Regions from separate parts of the Sus scrofa genome. Here all the other regions are linked to region 1. Evidence: chromatin contacts called from public Hi-C and HiChIP or PLAC-seq data. All regions are on one chromosome and are shown on one strand. The core of a region is the stretch at or near the end of the contact, and the rest is flanking DNA. Distances in the headings are between cores, read along the strand shown.

Region 1 (4,409 bases), core at 1,319-3,818:
AATTGATTGTTTTTGCAGTCTAATTTGATGGAATGAATTCTCCTCTATTCAATCACTTAGAAAGTACATGTAACAAGAAGGACGTACACTGTTAAAGGCATTTTACAGCTACCACAGCTTTCTGATTAAATGGCATCACTGTGTGCATTAAGTTGATAAATGCCAAGTCAATTTCCTGAATATAAAATCTCCACATTAGGTTCAAGGCTTTTTCTGTGGCTGGAAAGATCCTGTGCTGCTGGTGTAGGAGGCAGTCTGGCTTTGTTCCCACACATCACATGCTTTGTGGCTTCTGTCTCTCATTCTAAGTCATGAGGTGTCAAACAGTGAATCAGGCCTATATATGACTTGGAATTTCAGGCCACATCAGGGGGTGTGAGTTAACAGACTTTCTTCCCCAGAGGTTCGCCTTCCAAATACTCCCTGAGTAATGAGCCACATCCTCAGAAAGCATCCAGCTTTACGACAGAGACACGCGTACCTAAAAGGAAGCCTGGAGTTTCTGTCGTGGCACAGTGGTTAGCGAATCCGACTAGGAACCATGAGGTTGTGGGTTTGATTCCTGGCCTTGCTCAGTGGGTTAAGGATCCAGCGTTGCCGCGGGCTGTGGTGTAGGTCGCCGACACAGCTCGTATTCTGAGTTGCTGTGGCTCTGGCGTAGGCCAGCATCTACAGCTCCGATTAGACCCCTAGCCTGGGAACCTCCATATGCCGCGGGAAGCAGCCCTAGAAAAGGAAAAAACACCCCCAAAAAAAAATAAATAAATAATTACAAATAAATATAATAAATAAAATAAAAGGAAGCCTTTTAAAACTTTAGTTTTTAGTATTTAATGCCATCATAGATGGAAATGAGGTAAAATGAAGCATGCCCCAAAACTGTACACAGCACAGCACCTACTCACCTCCAGAATTCAACTCAACTAGATACAGTCCCTGCCTTCAAGGTTGTGTGGTTTTATCTGAAGCAGTATTTTTGACTAACAGCTTAAAAACATGTATTTGGTCTTAATGAAATTCACGTGGCAACTTCTGAGGGGAAAAAAATGCATCATATTTTCCTGCTTCTTATTCTAAGATATACTGAGAGATGGTAAGCAGTGGACTGCCAGGCTTTTGAGACTGTTTAAATCCTGATTCGGTCACTTCCTAGCACTGTGACACAGAAGAAGGGAGCTAGAACAAGCTAATATCTGAATCCCAGTCATCCTCATCTGTTGTGTAAAATTACAGGAATATTAAACGTGCAAACACGTGCATGGTTGCTGCAAAGAAGCGGGGAGCCATCATTAGAATTTGGTTTGATGTTGGGACTTAACAATTAACAGGTTTCTTTCATCCCTTGTCAGTTACTGAGCCTCTGGTATGAACAAGGATTTAAAAAGGTACCCAGGGCCCAAGACATGCTTTAACAATCTTATAAAATAACCTGTAGATTCCATCCTCAGACATGGGCCAGGCATTCCAAAGTCTGGCTATAGTTAAGTTGAACATACCAAGCTATTTTCAGCAGCCTATCCAATTAGGTGATTATAGCTAAGGTACTGGGGAGTGGGAGGGTCCAGTTTTGGTTCAAGTGACAACCTCACACAAAGGTTGGCCAGAACCAACTCGAGCCCATTTTACTGAGGAAGAGCATCTTTTCCCACAAAGCTCTGAGAAGTGCGGACGTGGAACTGGGGCATGGTGAGTGAGCTGGTGTTGGAGGGAGTAGCAGCCGTTGCTCAGCCCATCCCTTCTCTGTCTGCCATCCAAGCAACCGTCGGAGTCCTACAAAAGGAAAAGATCCCTAAAAATTACCTGCTTAGGTGAACTGCCCAAACCTTTTTGCAAAATTTGGTATGCCTGTGCACGTCTCTGTCGAGGCGGCCTACGATTCTCACCAGATTCTCAACGGAGTCCATGCCTGAAAACAACGAGATGTGCTGAAGCAGTCCAACGTCCTCATTTAACAGAATGGAGAAAGCCAGAGAGGGAAACAACAAAGGTATTTTGTAAACGCATTTCAGTTCCAATTTCGGCCTAATGTTCACGGTACTAGCTGTGTCGGATTCCCCCTTGCTTTTCTGCAGCCCTGGGGGATCCCCAGGAGGCGAAGGCTGGTGTTCGAGCCCCAGCGATACCGCCGGCAGTCCAGATTCGCGCATCCAGGAGACTCGCGCGGAGCGTTCAGAGGTGGCTCCGTTGCGTAAAGATCCACCCACCTGGGCCTCACCTCGCGGAATTCCGTAGCCTTGTTGACTCCAGGTAGCGCTCCAAGCACAGGGAGACCGCGGAAAATCGAGGTGGCTCCGTGACAGCGAGAAACAACCCTCACTCACCCAGTCACTCACCTGACCAAGAGAAGGAAGCAGGCATGCCCCAGAAAGCCATCCCCAGCAAACTCTTTGAGAAGGGAGGAGCGAGCGAAGAGAATAACAGGAAGTGGCGTCAGGCGCACGTGTTTTGAGAGGGGCGGGTGCAAGGCGTTTGAGAGGCGCGGCTACAGCTCCGCGCCTGCGCAGTCGCTGCCTGCCGCGCTGCCGAGTCACGGGGGGTAGGAGGAGCGCGAACAGGGGGCGGGGGGCGTGCCCGAGTGACGCAGGCGCAGAGCGACTCCGGAGGAGCGGGCCGCCCCCTCCGCGGGTTTAGATCCGGGTCAGTCAGGCGCGACGATCGGGGAGAGACGATCTGAACTGACGAGACTGGCTCACCGGAGCGACCCTGCCGCGAGGAGGTGAGTGCCCAGACTTGACGGAGAAGCTCCGTAGCACCGCGTCTCGGCCTCGAGGCCCGGCCTGGCAGCGGGCAGCCGCTTCTGAGCCCTCTCGCGTCGCGTCGCGTCGTCCCACGGCTCTGGCTGTCTGGGCCCAGCCGGGCCTGCGCCTCTCCGCGCTCCGTCCGCCGCCGCGGCCTGGCACTACCCGAGCCCCGCTCTCTTCGCCCCTTCCCGCCTCCGCGACCCCCGCCCCGCGCCTCCGCCCTCTCCCGCCTGGCCGTAGCTTCCCCTTTTCGTCCTCCTCGGCAGCCCTTTGCCCCTTCCCGCCCTTTTCCGCGCCCCAGTCTCGTTGGCTGCCGCTTCGGCTTTGCTCCCTCCTCCTCCTGCATCCCTTGCCCCTTGGCCCTACTGTATCCTCTCCTTTTGGCCCGGAGAGTATCCTCAGGGGGCGACTTCCAGCTGCAGGACCTCGGGCGGGCAGAGCTAAGGCCCTGGACAGCTCCCCGCTATCCGAACCCCTCAGGTTCTGAGCCTCCCTCTCCCCAAATCCTGTTGAACCACGACCGATCCACTTTCTGGGTAAGAAGAATTAACATCGGGCTCTAGTACCGAGAGTTTAGGGAGTTGAGTGGGTAGAAGAGACACCCGGGTCGATTGTTTGAACCTAGTTTTATTTGCGCCTTGCAGAGTTGCTGGATTCGGTTTTCTTTCCCGAACTCCACGCTTCCTGGTGGGTTGGGAAATTTTCTAAATATTTTAACATTGTGATGACACGCTTACGCGCAGATCTTTTATTGATCGTTCTCCGGTCTTTTCAGGGTCCTGGAAATTTGGACCTAGGCCTGACGTTCGAAGAGGTCTCGGTTAAAACTGCAAGATGTAAATAAGATTGTGACCCATAGCTTTTGTTGACAATCAGAGAAAATCAGGAATTTGCCCTTTTGATGAAGGAACTTAGAATAATTTTGGTTTTTTTTGAAAGGCTAAGGAAAATCCGAGGCCCTATGTTATTTGACTTAAGGTAATTTCTAATAGGCCTTTTAAAAAGTTTGATCTTTGAGGGGGATCGTTCAATTTCAAGAAGTTAGTGTAGTAAAAAACGGCAGAAATCCATCCCACAAATTTATGAATTTATCAGTGAAGAAGGGGAAAACGATACATGTTTCACTGAGTTATTTAGCTCTTGATTTGAGTGAATGGGAGGCCGGGAATAGGGCGGAGCATAATAAGCCTTTTTGTAATTACAAACATGTTATGATTTAGCTCTTCAGGTCATGCCTAAGATTCACCTTTGCTCTGGGTTAATATAATTGAGGGAAAAGGTGAGTCATCAGAATGTTGAAAGTCTCAAAATAGTTTAGATGGAATGTCATTCCTAATGTTTTAGTCTGTGCCAGTTTTATTTTGGTCTGTTTTGGTTGTTAAATGATGGATCTTTTAATGTGTCAAGAAAGTTTTAGTGTGTCAGCTAGGTTTGTATTAACATCTAGAGTTAGGACTATATAATTAAAAGTTCCATATCGGGGCGCAAAACATCTTAGTGCAGTGTTAGGGCAAGAATGAGATTCTAGTTCTGATGTCAGGTTTATCCTTGTATCCCTAAGCACCCAGTCTAGTGCTAAAGCATATAGTAGGAATTCTGTCAATACTAGTAGATGTGATGTGTACTGATCTCCAGAGAAGCCAGAAGAAAGTTTGTGTGGGGTCTGCA
Region 2 (4,409 bases), core at 1,029-3,528, 480 kb after region 1:
CTGGCCATACACAGGTTTTAAACGTTATAGAGTCAAGAGTATTAATATTTTCTTTTCTCACTTCTGGATTGTATAACTGTCTTTCTTTTTTTTTTTTTTTTGTCTTTTTGTCTTTTTGCCATTTCTTGGGCCGCTCCTGCAGCATATGGAGGTTCCCAGGCTAGAGGTTGTATCAGAGCTGTAGCCACTGGCCTACGCCAGAGCCACAGCAACGCGGGATCTGAGCCGAGTCTGCACCTACACTACAGCTCACGGCAATGCCGGATCCTCAACCCACTGAGCAAGGCAGGGATCGAACCCGCAACCTCATGGTTCTTTGTCGGATTCGTTAACCACTGAGCCACGACTGGAACTCCTAGATTGCATGACATATTTAGCAGCGTTTTTACCATGCTATGACTATAAATACATCCACAATGCTTACTTCTAGTATTTCATGATTTAATAATTTTTAAGATTTAATTTTTAGTCCATTTAAAATTGATTTTGGTGCTTAAAATTCATTGTTAATTGTTCTTTTTTTTAAAATTACTAGAAAGCTGTCTGACACCAATCCATCTTTAAAATACCACACTGCCAGAGTTCCTACTGTGGCACAGTGAGTTAAGAATGCAACCACAGCAGCTCAGGTTGCTGCAGAGATGCAGGTTTCATCCACAGCCCAGCGGCCTGGCACAGTGGGTTAAAGGATCCAGTGTAGATCACAGCGGCAGCTCAGATTCAATCCCTGGCCCTGTAACTTCCATATGCCACGGGTGTGACCATTTAAAAAAAAAAAAATTGCTTTATATAGTAAATCCCTATAAACTGAATTTTATTAATTTTTTTTGTTTTTTGGGTTTTTTTTTTTTTTTTTGTTTTTTTGTTTTTTGCTTTTTAAGGCCACACTCACAGCATATGAAAGTTCCCAGGCTAGGGGTCCAATCAGAGCTGAAGCTATCTGCCTACGCCACAGCCACAGAAATGCAGGAATTTGAGCTACATCTTCGACCTACACCACAGCTCACAGCAACGCCAGACCCTTAACCCACTGAGCAAGACCAAGGATCAAACCTGCATCCTCATGGATACTAGCCGGTTTTGGCAACCACTGAGCCACAAAGGGAACTCCTAATTTTACTATTAATTTTTTATACTCTATTTGGCCATAAGTTCCTGCTCCATTCCATACTTTTTAAATTATTACAGCTTTATAATATATATATTATAATATTTAGGAGTGTTGATAAGAGCTAACGCCTCTTATTACTCTTAATTTTTAGAATTTTCCTAATACTGTTATTCCCATATTTTTATTCTTCAGGGCGAACTTTAAAATCACTTTGTCAGGTTAAAAAAAAAAAATACCCCCATGTTCCACTGCAACTATCTTTCATGTTCTGTTGCATCCATGCCCATGCTTATTTTCACACTGTATAATACAACACTGTATTCTGCCTTCTGATTAGGTTAGTGGTTGCGTAATTACGCCATAATAAACTCAATCACCGCCTTCGAGGGCATCTTTTCCATTTTTTGCCAACATAGACACTACTGAAATTTACATATTTCTGCTTCTGCCATTAATTATTTTTTGTCGAAGGACAAATTCCTAAGAGCAGGATTCCTAGAAAAAGGGGATGAGACTAGGATATTTTGTTATGGTTTCTTGTCCAATGATCTTTCATCTTCAGCAGGATGACTAAAAATCTCCCAGTCAGAGGCGAGCTAAACGTGAGCCCAGTCTGAGGTCCGGGATCCGGGCCTATTATCTGTGCCCCACTTTTACTAAACCCTAGCAGACCCCAATTCCGAAGACGGGCCCAAAGGCCCTCGCCAACTCCTAGGCCTCCCCAACGCCCGGGCCGGTCCACCACGGTCGAAATTCCGCTTACCTGAGGCCCAGTGACCACCATCTCCACTTGACACCACCCAGCGTCCCGCGGCCAGGTATCCAAGGCCGCTTAGCAACAGCGGAGGCGAAGCTGCGCGCTTGGTAGGCGGGGACCGCGGCGTGGATCTACCTCCGGAGCTACGTGATGACGACAGAACTGAAGAAGCCGGTACACCTAGCTCGCCTAGGAGGGGGAGGGACCAGTGAGAGAGGGGGCGGGGCTAACCTCGGACTGTACTATTATTTTGGATGAGGGGTAAATCCAAATAGAACTTGTTTAACTTCAGACCAAAGATAAGCTCATTTTATTTTCTCCTTTAATATCAACTCTTATTAAAATCTGATAAAAACGACAGGCCCCGAGCGCCCAAATTTCGCTCCACTCCGAGAAAGACTAGTGAAGGCTTCCCGCAGCAGTGCGGGAGACCCAGCCTTGATCCCAAGAGCGCAGGCGCAGAGATACGCGAGGCGGGGTGCAGCCATGCGGCGGCGCGTATCCTGCGTCAGGAATGCGTGCCTCGAGTTCGCTTGCGTAATGGGAGGGTTTCAGTCCCCTGGGAGGCTGGGGAAGCCCACCGAGAGGATGGTGGACAGGTTTAGTGGGAGAGTGGGAGGTAAAACGAGGTGGTTCTTTGTGTTTGAATACCCCTGTTGTTCATTGCCAAAATGCCAGGCCTCGGATGAATCAGTGAACCCGCCCTCTGCGCATCCCCAGGCGGGGAGTTACACCTGGCCAGATCCTACCAAAAAGTAAAAATATAAACTGTTTAAGGGATCTGTGAGGGGCGGGAGCTGGGCCGACCGGGGACCCCCACTGAAAGAAGAATGGTTCAATAAAGCAAGGATTGGGGAAGGGCGTTGGGGCAGAAAGAACTGCTTATGCGGAAGAGCCACGTATGGGTTGCCCTGCAGTCGCTGTGAAAATGAGAAACCAGACAGTAGTTTCCACAAATAGGGCACTCTTCTCCCCAGCGGACTGCTCAGTGCCTGCCCTGAGCGAACGTGGATGTGTGTACTAAGCCCGCTACCTGGCTAGCTCAAACGATAAAAGCAGTCTTTGTGATTGATGTTTGTTGCAGTCTGCAGCATGTACAGAGTAGTCGGAGTTTTAGGGTCTTAAAATACAAGACTCCTGTTTCCTTTTCACACCTACTGTCACTGCAAAGTTAAGTGGAAACAGAGTGATTGTGATTTCCCTTCCTGAGGATGCTGTCTTTTGGTGCAAAATTGGGTGAGTACAGTTTGCAGTCAGTGTTTGCTAGAAGACGGAAAGAGGGCCTGCCCAGAGCACCTCTTCCACTTTTGAAGGCTGTAGAAAAAGCAAGCACCTTAGCATCAGCTGCCACCAAGTTCAGTTCCTGTTTGTGTCTTGTACCAGCTGGCTGACTTTGGGCAAGTTGCTTACTGTCTCTGAGTGAATATTTCTTATCTGTAAAGTGAGGTTAATTTCTAAATGCTGGTTTATTGTGAGTTTTGTAGATAATACCTATGAAGCTTAAAATGTGTTTAATAAACAGGTGTGAACGTGTCTGTTCTGATATTCAACAGATCAATACCGTCATTTTTCATTTTTATTTTCTATCCTGGTGAAAATTTTGTGATTTTACAGTCCTAGAACAGATAGAGCAATTATGTGTTTCACAGCCCATAGTGGGTTGTATACTTTTGACAGTACTATCACATTTCTGACAATTACACGCTCTTGCTTTTGGCTTTGGAAAGTTGGGTGAATTTTGGCTTCTCCCTCACCACGTTCCACATTTGTCTATTGGCAGACGCTATGAAGGTGGAAATCAAATCAGAGTGTTTCAGAATTACAGGTCAACGTAACAGTAGCTCTTCGTGACCTGGTTTTTGATTCCCAGTAGGTCAATGTCACTGTCATTGGTGTGTTTTCCATGGGCTTCTAACTTCATCTTCCATAATTCCTGGGGCAGTGGGCTGGGTAGACAAAAAGGTAAGGCAAAGAGTAAGAATGAGTTAAGAGAAAAGCCTATAAAATCACCAGCACACACTGGTGTTAAGAAAGTTCCCCTGTCAGAGTTCCCGTCGTGGCGCAATGGTTAACAAATCCGACTAGGAACCATGAGGTTGCGGGTTCGGTCCATGCCCTTGCTCAGTGGGTTAACGATCCGGCGTTGCCGTGAGCTGTGGTGTAGGTTGCAGACGCGGCTCGGATCCAGATTGCTGTGGCTCTGGTGTAGGCCGTGGCTACAGCTCTGATTCAACCCCTAGCCTGGGAACCTCCATATGCTGCGGGAGCAGCCCAAGAAATAGCAACAATAACAACAACGACAAAAAAAAAAAAAAAAAAAAAAGAAATGAATCCGACCAACTAGGAACCATGAGGTTCGGGTTTGATCTCTGGCCTTGCTCAGTGAGTTAAGGATCTGGTGTTGCCGTGAGCTGTTGTGTAGGTTGCAGACACAGCTCAGATCTGGTGTTGCTGTGGCTGTGGTGTAGGCCAGTGGCTACACTCCGATTTGACCCCTAGCCTGGGAACTTCCATATGCCATAAGTGTGGGCCTAAAAAGCA
Region 3 (4,409 bases), core at 809-3,308, 480 kb before region 1:
CAACTCCTGGGTTCTGGCACCTGGCTCTTTGCAAGGCTGGCTTAGGCAGCGGGGACCACACAGCCGTGCTGGCGCCCCCAGGTGGCCAGAAAAGGCACAACTCCTGCTCTTTTCCCCCAGTTCCTTTCCTCTCTCCCAGATGCAGGTGCGAGGGGAGCAGCCAAGAGAAGAGGCCAAACCCAGCTGGGAGGCCTCCAAAAAAATGTGCAGGAGAGCAGAAGAGATGGATAATGCCCCATACCACTAGGTGCAGTGACAGGGAGGGTCTTAGGCTGAGCCCAAATAAGGAAGTAGGGATGCTCGTGTTGACAGGAGGGATCAAATGGGCTGAAGGGGAGCTGGGTGCACAGTTGGCAAATAACGAATTGTTATTATTGCTAATTAAGAGCTCCTACTTAGCCTCAGGCCTTGTGCTGTACATTTCACACACGTGACCTCACTCAAACCTGGCAATCGGCTAGTAAGATAGCAACAATTGCATTTTGGGGGGGTCTTTTTGCCTTTTCTAGGGCCGCTCCCGTGGCATATGGAGGTTCCCAGGCTAGGGATCTAATCGGAGCTGTAGCCACCGGCCTACACCAGAGCCACAGCAACACGGGATCTGAGCCGCGTCTGCAACCTACACCACAGCTCACGGCAACGCCGGATCCCCAACCCACTGAGCAAGGGATCGAACCCGCAACCTCATGGTTCCCAGTTGGATTCGTTAACCACTGCACCACGACGGGAACTCCAACCACTGCATTTTGTGTTTGAGGAAACTGGGGCTCAGAGAGGTACAATCAATTGCCAGAGAAGGCAGAAGGCAATAGAGATGAGACCAGAACTCTGGTCTATGTAATTGTAGAACTCAGGCTTTTAACGCCACTGCTAAACCCACAAACTCACATTGACTTGCAGGAGAATTATGGAGGAACTTTCTCCAAGGCACTGGCTTCCAGGGTGGTGGTCAGGTGCCTGGACATCCACAGCTGGGGCCTGGGGAGTGGCTGGCACCCAGCGTGGAGTCCTGCAGAGCCTGCTTCTTTCCTATTCTGCTTTCCCAGGCTTAGGCTCTGCAGGTACCAGCCAGGCGGTAGCCATGGCAACGGCTGGCGGTCCAGATGCTACTGAGAAAGTGCTCTGGATCCCTGAGGGTGAGGTCCAAAGCTGGTAGTAATCAGTCATTCCTTCAACAAATATTTACTGAGTGTCTACTACAGGCTAGGTACTGGCCATACAGCAGTGACTAAGAACCACTAGGTGCCTGTTCTCTTTCACATCATAATACAAAAATTCATCTTTTTTTTTTAGTGCTTTTCTATGTGTCAGGCCCCGTGCTAAAACTTTATGCATTTATTTTCTGCTTAATAACTGTCTCACCACCGCCTTGACAAAGGGCCTATTGGCCCCTCTATTTTACAGAGGAGAAAACTGAGGCTCAGAGAGGTTAAGCAGCTGGTCTGGGGTCACACAGCTAGTGCGAGGCAACCAGGCAAAGAAACAACTCCAGCCACTTGGACTTCCGGCCCCACTCCATCCATCTCCCAGCCCCTGGGGGCGATTTCTGACACCCCTGCGGCCAGCCTCTTGGCTAAGGGGACCTAACGGCTTCTCCAGCCTTGCCTGTGTGGAACAGCCCATTCGACAGAGGGAGGCAAGTGAGGCTCGGCGAACTGAAATGACTGGTCCAAAGTCACCCAGCTGGGCAGGGGCAGAGGTAGGATTCAAAGCCAGGACGCCACGGGCGGCTGGGGACGGAGCGAGCGCCGAGGGGAGGCGCCGGGGCCGCTCACCGATGGTGGTGATGACGGTGATGGCGAAGTAGAAGGAGCCGGCGAACTTCCACTGGCGGCCGGCGCGGTGCGGCTCGGCTTGCAGCGCCAGGCGCTCCAGCTCGCGGTAGTCTTCCGTGGAGAAGCCGTACTTCCTCCGCAACTCGCTCCGCTTCTGGGCCAGCAGGCGCTTGCGGCCGCTCTCCGCCTCCGACTCGAGCGCGTCGAAGACGGCAGCGCCCACCAGCAGGTAGGACAGAATGCACAGGATGAGCGCGGCGGTGCGCAAGCTCTGCTTCCTCATCGCGGAGCCCGGGGCCCCGCTCTCGGGCCCCACAGCTCGCCCGCCGCCGCCGCCCCGTCCATGCGCCCCGACGGCTGCCTGGCGTCGGCGGAGCCAGGGCTGCGGGAGGCTGGGGTGCGGCTCTCGGGGGCGGGGCCCGGGCTCCCAGGGGCGGGGCCTCGATAGGGCGGGACGAGGAGCAGCGAGCGGGCTCCTCCAGGTGCGGCCTCCCTGCCGCCTCCTGCGCATCTGTCTTGACCTGGTGGTGCCCCGGTGCTAATACATCTGCAAATAGTGACAGTTGGAGCAAAGCTCCCAAAGCCCAGGTCTGCAGGGGCCCTGCCTCCCCCGCTATGTCGTCCTGTGACCTTGGGCAAGTCATTCCTTCCTTTGATCAGTCATTCAACACATATTTACCCAGCACCCACCGGTGTAGAGAGTCCTGGTGTAAATAGAGCTGATTATCCTAGGAAGGAGGGTTGGCTCGAAAGCAAACAAAACAAAAAGATAATTTAAGACAAGTGTGAAAAAGAAGGAACACATCGTTTCTTGCGCGAGTTGGGGTGGGAGGGCACTGCCAGCTAAGGTGGTGGGAGACAGCCTCCCAGAGGAGTGACTGGAGCTGGAGCGTCCAGGCAGCAAGTGCGGGTCCTTTAAGCACAGCAGCCAGTGTGTCTGGAGCCACAGTAATTGGGATGCTGGGGGACGGGGCGGTGGAAGGAAGACAGAGTCCATTTCACACAGGGTTTCACAGGGCCTCCTGAAGGTTTATTCTTCAGTATAGTAGAAAACCCCAGAAAGGCTGGAAGCAGGAAAATAAACACCAATGATCTGATTGACATTTAAAAAAAAAAAAAGGGGCACTCTGGCTGTCACGTGGAAAAGGGACAGTGGCTGAGAGTGGAGGCAATTTGGAGACTCTTGTCATCCAAATGCATGCTGAGGGTGGCTTGGAGCACACGGTTCATGAGTCCTGGTCGTGAACACAGCTGGAACCAATGAGGTCTGAGGTCAAATTCCAGCTTGTCCCCTTTCTAGCTGATTCCCTGTGGACAGAAAACATCTGCTTCTCTGTGCCTTGGTTTCCCATCTGAGAAATGGGGGTGATGGTCATGCCCACCTCCTAGGACCATGTCAAGCATTATAAAAGACACCGTGTGTCCCTTTCCAGGTACCCAGTAGCTACCTTCCCTCCCTTTTTTACAACAGACGGTCACCGGCAGGTGTCAAGAATTCTTTTTCCAGAAGCAAGGCAAGACCGAGACTCTGGGGTGCTGTCCGCACTATGCACGCTTAGAGATGTTGCTAAGGGACCCCTCACTTCTCAGTGTGGGAAGCCGGGCTGCGGAGAAGAGACCCGATTTGCCAAGTCCTCACAGCTGAGCAGTGGCTGAGTCAGGACTTGAACTTGGGGCTGTCTTGCCCTCAAGGTCACAGTCCTTCTGATACACTGCACCACCTGGTCAGGCAAGATGCTGGGGGCTTTAGCACCCTCCCGTGGCCTCTCCGGACTTCACTTTCCTTGTCTCTAAGGTGGGTCTGCAGAGCAATGGTGGCTGCCTGCCCCCCCAACCATTGTAAGCATCCTCTGAGATGCAGTTGAGAGGTGCTTTGTCAGATGGACCCGCTGGGGGTGAGTTTTATTGGGGCCATGGGGAGCTGTCTGGCCCTGCCAGGCAGGTGACTCTGCCCTGTGCTTGGCGTTTTCGGTTCAGCGGCTCTATTTTAAGCCAGAGGAGGTTAGCGTTTGTTATGTGTCTTTCTCAGCTTGGAGAACTGTCAGCTGAGCAGTCACCAAAAACAGCAACACCCCAAGGCACCCCCTGTAGCTCCCCCGCCCTCTGCTTCCCCTCTTCTTTTTCCTTGGGGAACCTGAGGGGACCTAGTGATTTTCCTCTCTCCTTTCATGCCAGACTCACACCCAGGACCCATCAATGAGACCTTAGATCTTCCTTTCAGAGCAGCAAAGTTGCCAGCCTTGGGGACAGTGAGAGAGGTAATCCCAGTCCCCAGAGTCCCTGGACACCTTTCTTTTCTTTTTTCTTCTTTCTTTTTTTTTTTTTTTTTTTTAGGGCCACACTCGTGGCATATGGAAGTTCCTAGGCTAGGGGTGGAATTGGAGCTGCAGCTGCCAGCCTACACCACAGCCACAGCGCCAAGGGATCTGAGCCGCATCTGCGACATACACCACAGCTTGTGGCAACACCAGATCCTTAACCCACTGAGCGAGGCTAGGGATCAAACCTACATCTTTATGGATCCTAGTCAGGTTCTTAACCCGCTGAGCCACAATGGGCTCCTCTTTCCTTTGCTTTTGAAAAAAAATGTTGGCCACACCCTCAGCATGCAGAAGTTCTCAGGCCAGGGACTGA
Region 4 (4,409 bases), core at 1,023-3,522, 450 kb before region 1:
TCTGCCTCAACTTACCCATTTGTTCAAGAGAGATGACAACAAGTCAGGGAAGGTGTTTTAGCATAGGCACGGAGAGAGTGGCCCTCCCTGGCACCCCACCCCCGTCCTTTCTAACCACCGCATCCCGATGTTCGACTTGTCCCATCACATACTTGGTTTCCCTAGACCCTTGAGGTGGTCCCAAGGGGGCAAGAGCCCTGGGCTGGGCATCTTCCAGGCAAGAGTTGAAAGCCACGTTCTACCACTGACTTGCTGTGGGACCTTGGACTCTTCACTGCTCCATGGAGAGGGAGCCGTTTCCTCCTCAGTAAGATGGGGTGGAGACCACCTGTCTTGGAGTTGTGACAGGGATTTATTTAATGAGGTCACAGCCCGCTCTTGGTCGATGTGGCTTGGCTTGTTTCCAGGTCTCTACCGCCTGTCCCTGTCCATAGGCCTGAGCCCAGGAGCTCATAGCCTGCCTGGAAGACTTAGGATTCTCCCTCTGAGGATTATCGTGGCTTTCATGGGCACTTCTAAGTCATGCTCCACGCAGGATGCTGCCTGGCTCCCTGGGACTGGGGAAGAATAGAGATGCGGGGGGTCAGGGGAGGAGGTGAACCGTGGGTCTAGGACGGCTTCACCTCGACCTTTCATTTAACCCCAGGTGCAGATCCCCGAGTCCCCTGCTCTAAGTACCAAGCACCCCCCCCCCTCCCCGGCCTCAGGTCCTGCTCCTTCCCTTTGGGAGAACAGACAGCAGGACTGGGATGTCAGCAGGTCCTCAGCCTTCCCCCAGCCACTGCTTAGACCCGGGAGAGAGAAGTTCCTGTGATCCTCAAAGGAGCATGAAAATACCATGAGATCATGGCTTGTGGCGGGGCCAGTCTCCAGGACACCGGGAGCCTGGCATTCACTAAGGTGATGGCAGACTCAGCACTGTGGCCTTGGTCCAGGTTGAGGGTGGAGGGGCGCTGACGGCGGTCCCCACTCACCCACACCCAGGTCTCTCCGGGGCTCTACTGCCTCTATTGCTCTGATGCTGTGTGGTTTGGGGCAAGTGGCTTACCCTCTCTGAGCCTTACTTGACTGAAAACAGAAAATAATCATGGCTGATGGGGTCGTTGGGCATGCTAGGCAAGCTAGATGTTCCACAAGCCCTGTGAAAATATCCCATGAGAGAAGGTCGTTATTCCATGGGGCTGCCCCGCATCCCCCTCCAGCTGGGGTCAGCAGGCGAAGCTTCCAATCAGCCAGACACCATCATCCACTCGAATCCTAGCTCATAGGCAAAGCAGACCTTGTCTTGAGTCTCCCTGTTTATCATGAGGACACCCACTTCTTTGGAGAGGGGCTCAGAGGCGATAATCACGAAAGTCCTCTTTTAAACATTCGCCACATGCCAGATCCTGTGCTGAGCCCTTTCAATGGACTCTGATATATGACCTTCACCAAGGCCTCATGCACATTTTATCCACGCAACTGACGAGGCAGCTGAGGCTCAGAGAGGGGAAGGGATGGGTCTGAGGTCACACAGCAGAGCTGGCCAGAGACAGCTGTCTGGGCACCAGGGAGGGAAGCGGGGCTGAGCCCAGCACAGGAGGCCTGCAGGGATTCTCCCCTCCCCCACCACACCCAGGAAGCCAGCAGTACGTTTCTGGGCCGGGGGGCGGGGGAGGGCCTTACCTTGGAGAGGAGGCAGAGGAGGGAGAAGGCCAGGATGAGAGTCTGTGCTGTGCCTCCCATGTCACCGTGTTCCCCACGGAGCCAGCTTTGAGCCTGGGAGGCAGGACCTGTAAGTCTTTATGTTCCGGCAGCTGTGAGGTCACTCCCAGGCACACACACCACACACACACACACATACGCGTGCGCACACACACGCTGCCTTCGTAGTCCTATTTCTCTCCCATCCTCAGCCTCCCATTGATGAGCCCATTTACCTGAAGGTGAGACCGTGGAGGTCACCAAGGGGGTGCTTGCCAGTGTGTGTGTGTGTGTGTGTATGACTGCCAGAGCCAGTGCCAGCACTGAGAGCCTGTGACAGGCTGGCAGGGACCTCTCTAGCTCCTCCCAGCCCAAGAGGGCCTTCCCAAGCTGCAGCTGGAGCCGCTGCAGCCCTGCCCCAGACCCTCTGCCCGACCCCAGCGGGGGCTGTTGGTCCAGGAAGTACTCAGCTGACACCCCCTTTGCACAGCCGACCCAAGTCCTCCCAAACCCCATGGTTCGGACTCTGGGCAGCTCCAGCGGGCCTGCGGTTTCTGGCAGGAAGATGGGCAGCCATCCAGAGGTGGGTGTGACGCAGAGCAAAACTTCCCTGGGCGGCCTATTTGCTTTTGGCAATGAGGGACCTTCCCCGGGGGCCTGCCTGCCGAGCTCTGGAAGGCGGCCCGCAGTGGATGAACCCGTGCGGGCTGGACCTCGTGTGTGCCAGCTCTTGCAGGGCACTGCTGGGCAATCTGCAAGAACCAAATCCATTTTGCGGAATTCAACCAACTCTAAGGCCCCCTCTGTTGTGTCTTCAGCTCCCGAAATGGGGGGCAAAGCCTGGAGGGGGAGGGGAGAGTGGAAGAGCAGGTGGAATTCCTGGGACTATTGAGGGGGCCGAGGTGGGGGGGGGCTCCTGATCAGGGGGAGGGACAGCTTTCTGAAGGAGGCACCGAGGCAAAGGGGAGTTAGAGAGGGCAGAACGTTCCAGGCAGAGGGGTCAGTGTGCTAGCAGTGCCTGTTCTGGGCACCAGAGGTACCTGTGTGACTGGAGCTGACTGTACTGGGGGGCGCCATCCACAAGGGAGTAAGACCCACGCAAGTCATGCTACCAGTGTTTGGGGGGCACTTACATGTCCCAGCTGCTGGGGGAGGGGCAGGTATAAAGACATCAGCTTCGGGAGTTCCTGTCGTGGCACAGTGGTTAACGAATCCGACTAGGAACCATGAGGTTGCAGGTTCGATCCCTGGCCTTGCTCAGTGGGTTAAGGATCTGGTGTGGCCATGAGCTGTGGTGTAGGTCGCAGACGCTGCTCGATCCCGTGTTGCTGTGGCTCTGGCGTAGGCTGGTGGCTACAGCTCCGATTGGACCCCTAGCCTGGGAACCTTCCTATGCCATGGGACTGGCCCTAGAAAAGACAAAAAAAAAAAAAAAAAAAAGACATCCGCTTTGACTGTAGAAATTTGACAAAGATGATAGTAGAGGTGGTGTCGGGTGGGGGGCTGGAGAAGGTTTTGGCCCCCATCCTCTCCCCCAGCCCCCCAACATCAAAGTGATGGAGCTGGGCAGCAGAGGGGTCCAGAAGGGGGCAGTTGGCGAGCAAGAAGAGGGACTTGATCTTGGCTGCAATCCCAAGGAATGAGTTGATGGGATGGAAATTGAAGATGAAAATGTGGGATGTGATCATTTATGGCTGGAGGAAGTGGTTGAGGGTGAGGGTGGGGTGTCCACAGACTTGAAGAGAAGGAGAGGCCGTGTTATTTATTAAGGCTTATGTTTCAGTCAGAGGCATGCCGATTTTACACCCAGAATGGGTCATTTCCAAGCCTCCCCCTGCCTCCTTCATATAGCAAAAATGTCACCAGGGATCACTGTGGGATGAAATAAATATATTTCATGGACGAACCGGATTTGCCCTTACCAAGCAAAAACAATACCCTTTAAGTCCACACGGTTTCACTGTTCCAAATTTTAAACACAAATCAAAACCCTAAGGAGTCACTTAGAATGACAGAATTAAACTACCTACGTCTTCCATCCATCACGTTTCTTTGCATCTCCTATTGCGACACAGAAAGATGTGATACCACAGAGCTGGGGACAGGAACAGTACTTGCCGCAAGCGCGAGATTCCAAACCGTGAGCAGCTTTCTCTCCTGGTGAAGTCCAAGTCCACGTGTGCTGGTGGCCCGTGTGCTGGTGTAGTTCTAGAAATTCTCTAGTTTAACTTCCAGGGAGAAGAGGTTTATTAGAGGCTAAGAAATTAAAATGTGCTAACGTGAAGCTTACCTGCATATTATTAAAATTCAACAGTCACCACAATTGTTTAATGGCTAGACCAGTAAAAGATGTTTTGGAGATGCAGTATTTTATGACTGACCTTATTTAGATGTGCCAGTGCCTGATGATTAAAAAAAAAAAAAAAAAGCAGACTTTTAATTAATTAATTAATTAATTAATTTGGTCTTTTTGCTATTTCTTGGGCCGCTCCCACGGCATATGGAGGTTCCCAGGCTAGGGGTCCAATCAGAGCTGTAGCCCCCGGCCTACGCCAGAGCCACAGCAACGCGGGATCCGAGCCGTGTCTGCAACCTACACCACAGCTCACGGCAACGCCGGATCGTTAACCCACTGAGCAAGGGCAGGGACCGAACCGCAACCTCATGGTTCCTAGTCGGATTCGTTAACCACTGCGCCACGATGGGAACTCCAAAGCAGACTTTTT
Region 5 (4,409 bases), core at 1,162-3,661, 430 kb after region 1:
AAAAAAAAAAAAAAAAAAAAAGAAATGTTAGCTCCATAACAGCTGGATTCAGGAATGAATGACTAAACAAGCAAAGCTGCTGCCTTTCAGTGGATAAGAAATGCTAATATAAGTAAATTTTTTAGAAGTAGCAAAGGAATCCAGCAATACACCAGTCACAAAAGGAGCTGGAATTCAGCCTTGTCTTGTCATTCCCAACCCAACTCAGGGGCAAATCCACAGCAAAGTAAGAGGCAAAAATTCTATAAGATACTAATAACAGGAGGAGCCTGGCTTGAAAAGCAACTGCCCCAGACTCCATTCTGACAGAAACAACAAAGAGGCAAAAATTCCACAAGATACTAATAACGGGAGGAGGCTGGCTTGAAAAGCAACTGCCCCAGACTCCATTCTGACAGAAACAATCTGTGGTTCTCCAGCACCTAGCTTCTAATAGAAGCTCAGCAAATGTTCCTTGGAGGATGAAAGGCTTTCTGTGTGGACACTCTGGTGCCCCAAGAGTGTATTTAATGGGACGGCTGGGAGAATTCTGTGAGGTAATGTACTTCTATCACCAACACGGTGCTAACAGTCTCCTTCACACACATTCTCACTATCCCCATTTAATAGATGTGAAAACTGAGGCTCGCAGGGATTATGCCCCTTGCCAAGTCCACAGAGCCAGGCTCCAAACCCCGCACCTTCATGTCCTCGTGTTGCAACCCCAGTCGGAAAAGCAGAGGCTAAGTCAGTGGGGGCAAGCACGGGTCGGTCCAACACAGCCTCTCTGTGCCCTCCCTTCCATGTGCTGGGCTCTGCTCCAGGTGGGGTGAGTCAGAAGCTGAGCAGGAAGTAGAGCACTGGTGCATTGGAGGGTTACGGCGAGTGGCCGGGAATCAAACTGAATGCTGTGGGGTTCCAGGGTGCAGAATCCATCCCTCACCTGGGAGAGGGGGGGATCCTCCACTGAGCCCCAAGGGAGAAGTGGCAGAGGACTGAGGTGGGGCTGTCCAGGGCTTTGCTGTTGCCTGGAGTAACACTTCCTGAACCAGAAATCAGGACAGGGCCTGACACAAGTACCTGCCCATAAAACAACAACTCCTGGGAATTAGAGCTGCCCTGGGAAATCGTGGCCTGAGGAAGACACACCCGGAGCCTGACCACTGCCCAGGGACCAGATGCTTCCTCGCTGAGAGGAACTCTGGGGAAAGCCAGTAACCATTACTTCTCTATGGGCTGGGCCTGAGAGGCCAACACCATCTGCGGGGGTTGGGGTGGGGGTGGGGGTGGGGGGGGTATGGTTATTTGGGCTGCACGAATCCAGGGAGGGAGCAGGGCAGAACCCCGTGGTCTTCCACGACTCCCAGACTGGGTGAGAAGCCCAGAGCCCAGGCACCGGGCGCAGAGGTGTACGACAGGGACCTGGAGCCCCCAGACGTGGATCCTGGCTTGCCTCTGCCACTCAATCTCTTGGAGGGATACGTAAAATGGAGACCGCAGTTCTTGCCTCGGCTCTGGGGGCTGCTGGCTCAGAGCGGGCTCCACACACATCAGTCTCTTTTACCCTCGCTCTCAACCCCAGCGGCCCCAAACTCATGTGTAACTGGAAGGCAGGTCTCCGAAACTAAACCGAGTTGGGGCCCGGAACCCAGGTGGCGGAGGACAAAAGAGTCCCTCCCCACCCCAGCATCCTTCCCAGGTCGAGGGAGAGAGCTCGAGGCGCTCTGTGCTTCCCAGAACATTAAGAAATGCCCACCGGCAGATCCGAACCCCCAAAGGCTGGAACGACAAGTGTCTTTCAACCTTTGGCCTCCCGCTCGCTTCCACTTGGAGAATCACTTCTCCACAGGTCGCCTCTCTCCTCGGTAAAGGCCGGCTGACACCGCCGTCCCACCCCCATCCCGCAATTAGGCGGGAGACAAAATGACATCATGCAAGGCTTGGCCCGGGTCCCAGGAGACCTGCCCGCCCCGGCTCCGAGGCCCAGCAGGCCCGGGTGGCAGAGTGAGGGGCCGCGGAGAGACCCTCGGCTTCACGCGCGCCCTCGCGTCAGGCGACCCAGAACGCTGCGTTTCCTGCCAACCCTACCGCGGACCAGCCCAGAAGGGCCACGACGAAGGTGGGGGTGGGGACAGAGGTCGGGGTGAAGGGAGATGGGGTCTGGGGAGGGGGGAGGGGCCCTCAGCAGCCCGGCTCCGCTCACCCGCGCGTCCGCCGAGACATCCCCCCGGCCCGGGCCGCGCCGCGCTCGCCCGCCCGCCGGCTGAGCCCGGAGCGGGAGCCGGGCCGGGGTCAATGTACGAGCTGCTCCGGCCGCTCCTGGCCCCGAGGCCGTGATGCGATGCGTCAGCGTGGCCGGAGGTCCCGCTGCGGCTCGAAGTGGCTGCGACCGCCGCCGCCGCCGCCGGCGCGCACAGAAGAACTTTTCTATCTCCCGCCAAGCGCGTCGGCGCCGCCCGGGCCTGGCGCGCGGGCGGGCTGGCGTGCGCGTGGGCGGGGCCAGCGGACGGGAGGGCGGGGCCGCGGGTTGCGCGTGGGGCGGGGCTGAGGGCGGGGGCTGCTCAGGGGCGGGGCCGAGGGCGGGAGGACAGTGCTCTAGGCAGATCACGGAAGCCCCAGGACAGGGAGGGTGTGGGTTAGGCTCTGAACCCGCAGTCAGATGATTTGAGGCCTGGCCTGAGACCAGAGTGATCCCGGAGACCCTGGAGGAAAGACTGAGAAGTGAGCCCCAAGGATGGGAGAGTGAGGCGAGGGAGATGGCCTGTAGGAAAACCCCAGCGTTAATCCAAGCCTGTCCTGCATCCCTACAGCCCCCACCCCAAAGAGGCCCCTCACCCCACCAAGACCAAGGCTGCACCGTGGAACCATCTCCCTGCTTCCAATCCGGCTTCGAATTCAATGGTTCCAGCTCCTCACCTGGACTCCTGGCAGCTCAAAGAGAGCCTCCCAAACCTGATCTTGCCTCTCCAGAATGTATAAATTCAGTCCTCTCCCTCAGGGTAAAACACTCCATAATCAGGCTTATAGAATTCCACCAGATCACCACCCTGCCCCAAACCAAAGAAAACTTGCTAGCCTCCTGGCCTTTGCTTGGGCCAGGAACACTTCCCACTCCTCTCACCTGACTAGTTCCTGTTTATCCTTAGGTCCTTGGTTACAATCTGCTTGTTGGCTTCTGTGTTTCCCAGTTTGAACTATGGGCTTGCCAAGATCCAAGTGGTCCCTCAACTCACAACAGTATCCCCAGTGCCCAGAATTTAGCTGTTGTATTGAATTCCCTTTACCACATGCTTAAACTCCTAGAGGCTTAGCCAGGATTTTCCATTTTAAGTTGCCACTTACAGTTTACCTCCTGAGTTTCACGGCACATTATGAAGGAGTGCCGAGAGGAAGGTAAATGAAGTATGAGCCAGGAGCCTTGGGGGATCTTGCTGACCCTCAGCCTCTTAGCCATGGCTTATGCCTCAGATCTCTCTTCCAGAAACTTCTGGCCACTTAGGGACAGTCCAGCCAGCTGCTGCAAACCTCATTTACCACAGAGGAACACTGACATCTTACATGTTAGAAGCTTCCATATCAATTAATTCAGGGCTTCCCCCCCATAAAGTAATTCAGGTAGACACCCCCTCTTCATTGCTAGAGCATAATAATTAAGAGTACAGACTCTATAGCCAGGTTTCCTAGGGTTTGATTCCCAGCTCCATCATTTACTGGTTGTGTGATCATAGGCAATTTTTTTTTTCCGGTCTTTTTAGGGCTGCACCCACGGCATATGAGGGTCCCAGGCTAGGGGTCGAATCCGAGCTGTAGCTGCCGGCCTCTGCCACAGCCACAGCCACGCCAGATCCGAGCCTCATCTGTGACCTACACCACAGCTCATGGCAATGCCGGATCCTTAACCCACTGAGGGAGGCCAGGGATCGAACCCTAAACCTCATGGTTCCTCGTCACATTTGTTTCTGCTGCACCACGACGGGAACACCTATAGGCAAATCATTCAACTCCTCTGTGCCTCAGTTTCCTCACCTATAAGAATGAGATTTATCAGAGTTCCCTGGTGGCTCAGCAGGTTAAGGACCTGGGGTTTTTACTGCTGTGGTTCAAGTCACCACTGTGTTGAAGTTTTGATCCCTGGCCTGGGAACTTGTGCGTGTTGCAAACATGGCCAAAAATTTTTTTTTAATGAGATTTATCAAAAACTTAGATAACTTTTACTATGTGCCACCCACTATTCGGCATGCTTTATAAATTTTTATTCATTTAATCCTCATAACAACCCTATGAGGTAGTATTAGTCTGATCTTCTTTTGGGAGATGGGGACACTGAGACAGACCTCCCCCAGGTCACATTGCTAGTAAATGGCAAAGCAGAGATTCAAACCTGGCCTGTCAAGTCCTACAGTCTATGCCCTTAATCACTACATTGGTAC
Region 6 (4,409 bases), core at 1,100-3,599, 350 kb before region 1:
CCAGGTGAGTGAGGGTCATTACCTAATACCTACATCAGGGCTTCTAGGAAGAAGGCAGGATGCTGGAGTGACTACCAGGGCCTGACCGAGGGTGGTGTGTGTGTGTGTGGTGTGTGTGTGTGTGTGTCTGTGTGTGTGTGTGTGTGTGTGTGTGTGTGTCTGTGTGTGTGTGGACTTTTAGCTGAGATCCAAAGAGGAATAGGCACAGTCTAGACAAGGAGGGAAGAACAGAGCAGGTGTGAAGGCTCTCAGATGTGAGGTGGGGGGATGGAAGAACTGGAAGAGCAGTGGGCTGGTGGGGGTGGGGGGGGTGGAGAACCAAGACCCCAAGGATGCTGCTGAGCTAGTAGGGGCTGATCACATCTGTGGCTTGGTCCCTGATGGGTTTGGGCTCCTGAATGATCAGATCAGAATTTTCGAAGATGACCCTGGCACTTGGGATGAGAAGTCCTGGAAAGGGGCCAGTTAGGGGGCCCCTGTACCAATTCAGGTGGGACAGGACAGTGGGTGGAAGAAAGAGGTGAGGATGGGCAGACGGGCTCTAGATGTTATCCGGAGGATGAATCAACAGGACCTGGTGCCTGGCTGATGGGGCAGTGAGCTTTCTGGCATAAGTAAGGAGGTGGACAGAAGTGTCATTTGTGAGATGGGGAGTGAAGGTGGGTGGGGATTACGAGCTCTGTTTGGCCACGTGCGCCATGGCTGTGAGCTCTCCAAGGGGAGAGGGAACGAGGGGGCTGGAGCGCCCAAGAGAGACAGGGGAAGGGATGGAGAGGAAGGACAGGAAGGAGTTATTGCTGCAGAGATGGAGGTTAACACACCGCTGGCTGACTTTCCAGCCAGGGAGAGAACAGAGACCCACGTATATAAAGAAGAGCCATGTACATGTAAAAAAGGATCTGGAGATCATGCTATGCCCTGTATTAAAGCTGACTGCTTGAGACACCCTAGAACGTGTCATTATGGTCTTGATGATTTTCATACGTATGTACTTGGATGCACCATGAGTTATCTGATAAGCCCCTAGAAGTGAACATGGAGATACCTTCCCATTTCCTCCCATTGCAGACACACTAGGTCTTTATGTAAATATCTGTTCCTGTGTCTAGTTACTTCCTTTTATTCCTAGAAGCAGAATTACTAAGCTAAAGGGAAGGGTGAAATAAGACGCATGTTTTGACACATTGCCAAGTTACCTTCCTGAATGCCATTAGGGGTATTTATAACAACTTAAAAAAATGAGGAAATGAAACTTACAAGTCCAGTATTCCCACCGCAGCCCGTGAGACTGTCCATTTATCTGCACCCTTGTCAACAATGGGTATTGCTCATATATATATAGCTTATATATATATATATACACACACACACACACACACACACACACACACACATAGCTAAAAGTCTCATCTGCTAAGAGGATACAACTATTTCCCTTTGAGCACCTATGGTTTTCTGAAAGCAAGCAAATCACACAGTCAGGACATGGACTCTGGCTAATTGGGTAAGCCCTGAGTTAGGAAGCTGGTGGGGGGCAGGTGGAGGCAAATGCCAATGCTCTCTATAGTGTTAGGGTGTTTACTGCACATGGTCAAGGATAGGGAAGCTCCCAAATGTCCCTCAAAAGACTAGGCATTACATGAATTATAAAGTATTCATCAAAAAAAAAAAAAACACAAAAAAACCCTGCACCAAATGGACCTGTACTTGGCATGGCAAAGTGTCTGAGATAAACTGTTAACTGAAAAGCGCAGGTTGCAAAACAACACCTTAAAGAAAATCCAGTTTCTATGAGAAAAGACAGCGGATACCAAACAAAACAAAACAAAAAACTCCCCAAAAACAACCTTCCCAAACGTGGTAACTCGTGACTTAGGGGAACCTTCACTTCTAAGACTATGTGTTTATAATGGCAGGAGTTTTTATAAGCCCAGGTTATTGCGCAACACTTTCAGAAAGTAACTGACATTGGCAGAAAGTGCCCAGGGTGGGGCTCAGTAAGTGCTGTGTGTGTGTGTGTGTGAGAGAGAGAGAAAGAGAGAGAGGGAGCGGGGGAGAGAAAAGGGGCTGGCCAGTACGGAGGGCTGGACCCACATCACCCCCACAACACGTAGCTCAGAGGAGACACCTGTAAGAATACATTAGGGGCACTCAAAGATCAGACGGGGAGACAGGGAGGTGTCCTGTAGTAGAAAGAGAAAAAAGAACATGAGCCATGATCTTGAGCTATGAACCTGGCTGTACCACCAGATCTTGAGCAAAACTGCCCCTTCTCTGAGCCTCCATGACCCCTTCCGTAAAAGAGAGTAAAGGCAGGGCCAGACTTCCGTCTAAGGCAACCCCTACCAGCTCCAGCAGAGGGTGCACCCCGCCTATTTTCTAAGCTGTCTTGAGAGAATGAAGTTGCCCTAGTTGTGCTTTGGCTCCTTCTCAGCAATAAAACACAACACAACAAAACACCCCCTCCCCCCCAACCCTCTGACATCCCCGGGTGGTGGTTCTGTAGGTCCCAGAACTTTCACATCTACTCTCTCCCTCTGGGGAAACTGCTCAAAGCTTCAGAACAGGAGAGTGTCCAGCTGCAGTAACAGTAATGACACCGGATACAAATTACAGTGACAGTTCTAACAATAACAGTAAACAACATTTACTACTTTATGTTTCCACATCTCGCTTAGTAAACTGCCACAGAGGCCTCTGAGGTCAGGGCGGTGACTTTACAACCATGACTTAGGAAAGTCTCCGGTGGACCCGTACCTGCCGATGGGAAGGACGGACCCTGGCAGGTCACACCAGCTCCCGAGCCCCGTCTCCTCAGCCCTCTTCCTCCAACTGGAGTGTTGGGCCCACAAGAATGGGTATTTCTGTCTGGATTTTCACCAGGCTAGACTGAAGGCCTAATCCTGGCAAAGTAAATCTCAGACAGGCATTTGTTGAGCACATTAAATCTGAGTCCGTCTGTCTACCTACCTTCCCAGCATCTCTCTTCCCCTATCTGTGGAATGACAGAGTGACTCCTCAGGACCGGTGGGAAAGGCCTCTGTCCGCCGCAGGCGGCTGTGCTGAGGTTCCAGTCCCGGATCTCCAGCATCGCCACTGTGGGATGGATGGAGTTACGGGTTCCATCTACAAGGCCAGCCTCCTGCTGGAACAGACACCCTGGGGCTTTGGCTCCTGCCCCTGCCCAGCTGACTTTCCTGCCTTGGAAAGGGAAGGGTGCTGGGCTCAAGACCCAATCCTGGAAACCCCTAACTGAGGCCAGCGCGCTCCGGCTGCCACCCCCATCCCCCAGGGAAAGGCCATTCCAAAGATGGGTCTGGGGTTTGTGGGCCTGGGGAGCTCGCTGACACCTGCAGCGCAAGCACACAATCTCATTTTTCTTCAACATTCATATTCTCCCCTCACGCTCTGCTCTTAAGAGTCAACAACAAGTGGAGGAAGGAAAGAATCCTTAGAGTTGGAAACTGCATCAGAAAATGATCCTTCCAGACAATGAAGTGCCAGGACCTCTCTGAGGGGGAACTTGACAAGACGCATCAAGAAACCCCAACTTGGAGTTCCCGTCGTGGCACAGTGGTTAACGAATCCGACTAGAAACCATGAGGTTGCGGGTTCGATCCCTGTCCTCGCTCAGTGGGTTAAGGATCCAGCGTTGCCATGAGCTGTGGTGTAGGTTGCAGATGCGGCTTGGATCCCGCGTTGCTGTGGCTCTGGCGTAGGCCGGTGGCTATAGCTCCGATTGGACCCCTAGCCTGGGAACCTCCATACGCCGCGAGAGCGGCCCAAGAAATGACAAAAAAACAAAAAAAAGAAACCTCAACTTTTTTCATGTCTTCAAGCAAGCCACTAAGTCGGCTTATAATACTTTATTCTAAGAAAGTAATCCACGTTGTGCATGAGGATAAACGTTCAGAGATGTTCATCACAGTGTTACTTATAATAGTCAAAGAACTAAATACCCCAAAATGAGCTCCTTAAGGACACGTCAAATGTCTCAAATGGACAACAGAGAAATATACACATATTTATATACAAATGAAGTACCATTCGGGTATTGTGGTGAATTTTTTAAGAGACAAGGGGAAATGTTCACACAGACTGTTAAATGAAGAATTCCAACGACATAATCACAAATTGATATTCAAATTAGAAATGATTTATTTTTTACAGTGAAAGCATTCACTTTAAATTATTTCAATTTTGAATATGTGTGCATATGGTATGAAATTCAAAAGGTACAGAAGGGGAATTTCTGCTGTGGCACAACAGGATCAGTCTCTGCAGTGCCAGAGTGCAGGTTCAATCCCTAGCCTGGCAAAGTGGGTTAAAGGACACAGCATTGCTGCGGCTGTGGCTTAGGTCACAACTGCAGCTCAGATCTGATTCCTGACCCGGGAACTCTGTATGCT

What was found. Hi-C and Micro-C count contacts between places; a contact is called where the count stands out from the background. HiChIP or PLAC-seq counts read pairs in DNA pulled down with a chosen protein or histone mark.
Region 2: an H3K27ac HiChIP or PLAC-seq map of alveolar macrophages shows a contact between it and region 1. The contact joins the promoter of IFT52 here to the promoter of OSER1 in region 1. A contact is called at or near these places in 1 of 5 promoter capture datasets (liver), 3 of 47 Hi-C or Micro-C datasets (embryonic fibroblasts, heart right ventricle and liver) and 1 of 2 datasets of contacts at active chromatin or transcription factors (alveolar macrophages).
Region 3: an H3K27ac HiChIP or PLAC-seq map of alveolar macrophages shows a contact between it and region 1, with 6 times the contacts expected there. The contact joins the promoter of KCNK15 here to the promoter of OSER1 in region 1. A contact is called at or near these places in 6 of 47 Hi-C or Micro-C datasets (embryonic fibroblasts, epiblast stem cells, fetal heart ventricle and 3 more) and 1 of 2 datasets of contacts at active chromatin or transcription factors (alveolar macrophages).
Region 4: a contact with region 1 is called in a Hi-C map of retroperitoneal adipose tissue, with 1.7 times the contacts expected there. The contact joins the promoter of WISP2 here to the promoter of OSER1 in region 1. A contact is called at or near these places in 7 of 47 Hi-C or Micro-C datasets (alveolar macrophages, embryonic fibroblasts, epiblast stem cells and 4 more) and 1 of 2 datasets of contacts at active chromatin or transcription factors (alveolar macrophages).
Region 5: an H3K27ac HiChIP or PLAC-seq map of alveolar macrophages shows a contact between it and region 1. The contact joins the promoter of MYBL2 here to the promoter of OSER1 in region 1. A contact is called at or near these places in 3 of 47 Hi-C or Micro-C datasets (heart right ventricle, liver and skeletal muscle) and 1 of 2 datasets of contacts at active chromatin or transcription factors (alveolar macrophages).
Region 6: an H3K27ac HiChIP or PLAC-seq map of alveolar macrophages shows a contact between it and region 1. The contact joins the enhancer-like site here to the promoter of OSER1 in region 1. A contact is called at or near these places in 7 of 47 Hi-C or Micro-C datasets (alveolar macrophages, embryonic fibroblasts, epiblast stem cells and 4 more) and 1 of 2 datasets of contacts at active chromatin or transcription factors (alveolar macrophages).

Annotation. Positions count from the first base shown.
Region 1 is chr17:46,684,303-46,688,711 of Sscrofa11.1, reverse strand. It overlaps OSER1 (oxidative stress-responsive serine-rich protein 1), which reads left to right and starts at 2,568. Exons shown (of 4, transcript XM_021078054.1): 1 at 2,568-2,716. It also overlaps LOC106506689.
Region 2 is chr17:46,207,825-46,212,233 of Sscrofa11.1, reverse strand. IFT52 (intraflagellar transport protein 52 homolog) reads right to left here and starts at 2,278. Exons shown (of 13, transcript XM_021078178.1): 1 at 1,875-2,278. It overlaps SGK2 (serine/threonine-protein kinase Sgk2), which reads right to left. Exons shown (of 15, transcript XM_021078166.1): 15 at 3,427-3,814.
Region 3 is chr17:47,159,137-47,163,545 of Sscrofa11.1, reverse strand. It overlaps KCNK15 (potassium channel subfamily K member 15), which reads right to left and starts at 2,058. Exons shown (of 2, transcript XM_003483962.4): 1 at 1,776-2,058. The coding sequence starts at 2,058.
Region 4 is chr17:47,129,099-47,133,507 of Sscrofa11.1, reverse strand. WISP2 (WNT1-inducible-signaling pathway protein 2) reads right to left here and starts at 2,272. Exons shown (of 5, transcript XM_003134452.4): 1 at 1,920-2,272; 2 at 1,666-1,780. The coding sequence starts at 1,725.
Region 5 is chr17:46,254,247-46,258,655 of Sscrofa11.1, reverse strand. MYBL2 (MYB proto-oncogene like 2) reads right to left here and starts at 2,411. Exons shown (of 14, transcript NM_001244469.1): 1 at 2,183-2,411. The coding sequence starts at 2,202.
Region 6 is chr17:47,035,756-47,040,164 of Sscrofa11.1, reverse strand. All of the region lies in intron 3 of PKIG (cAMP-dependent protein kinase inhibitor gamma), which reads right to left. Among named protein-coding and RNA genes, the nearest start is that of ADA, 34 kb to the left of the region's middle. Within about 2 kb of position 2,349, at least 37 of the 83 cell types and tissues checked have an H3K27ac peak or open chromatin away from gene starts, as enhancers often do. A contact at or near this core is called in alveolar macrophages, embryonic fibroblasts, omental adipose tissue and 2 more, where this site is marked.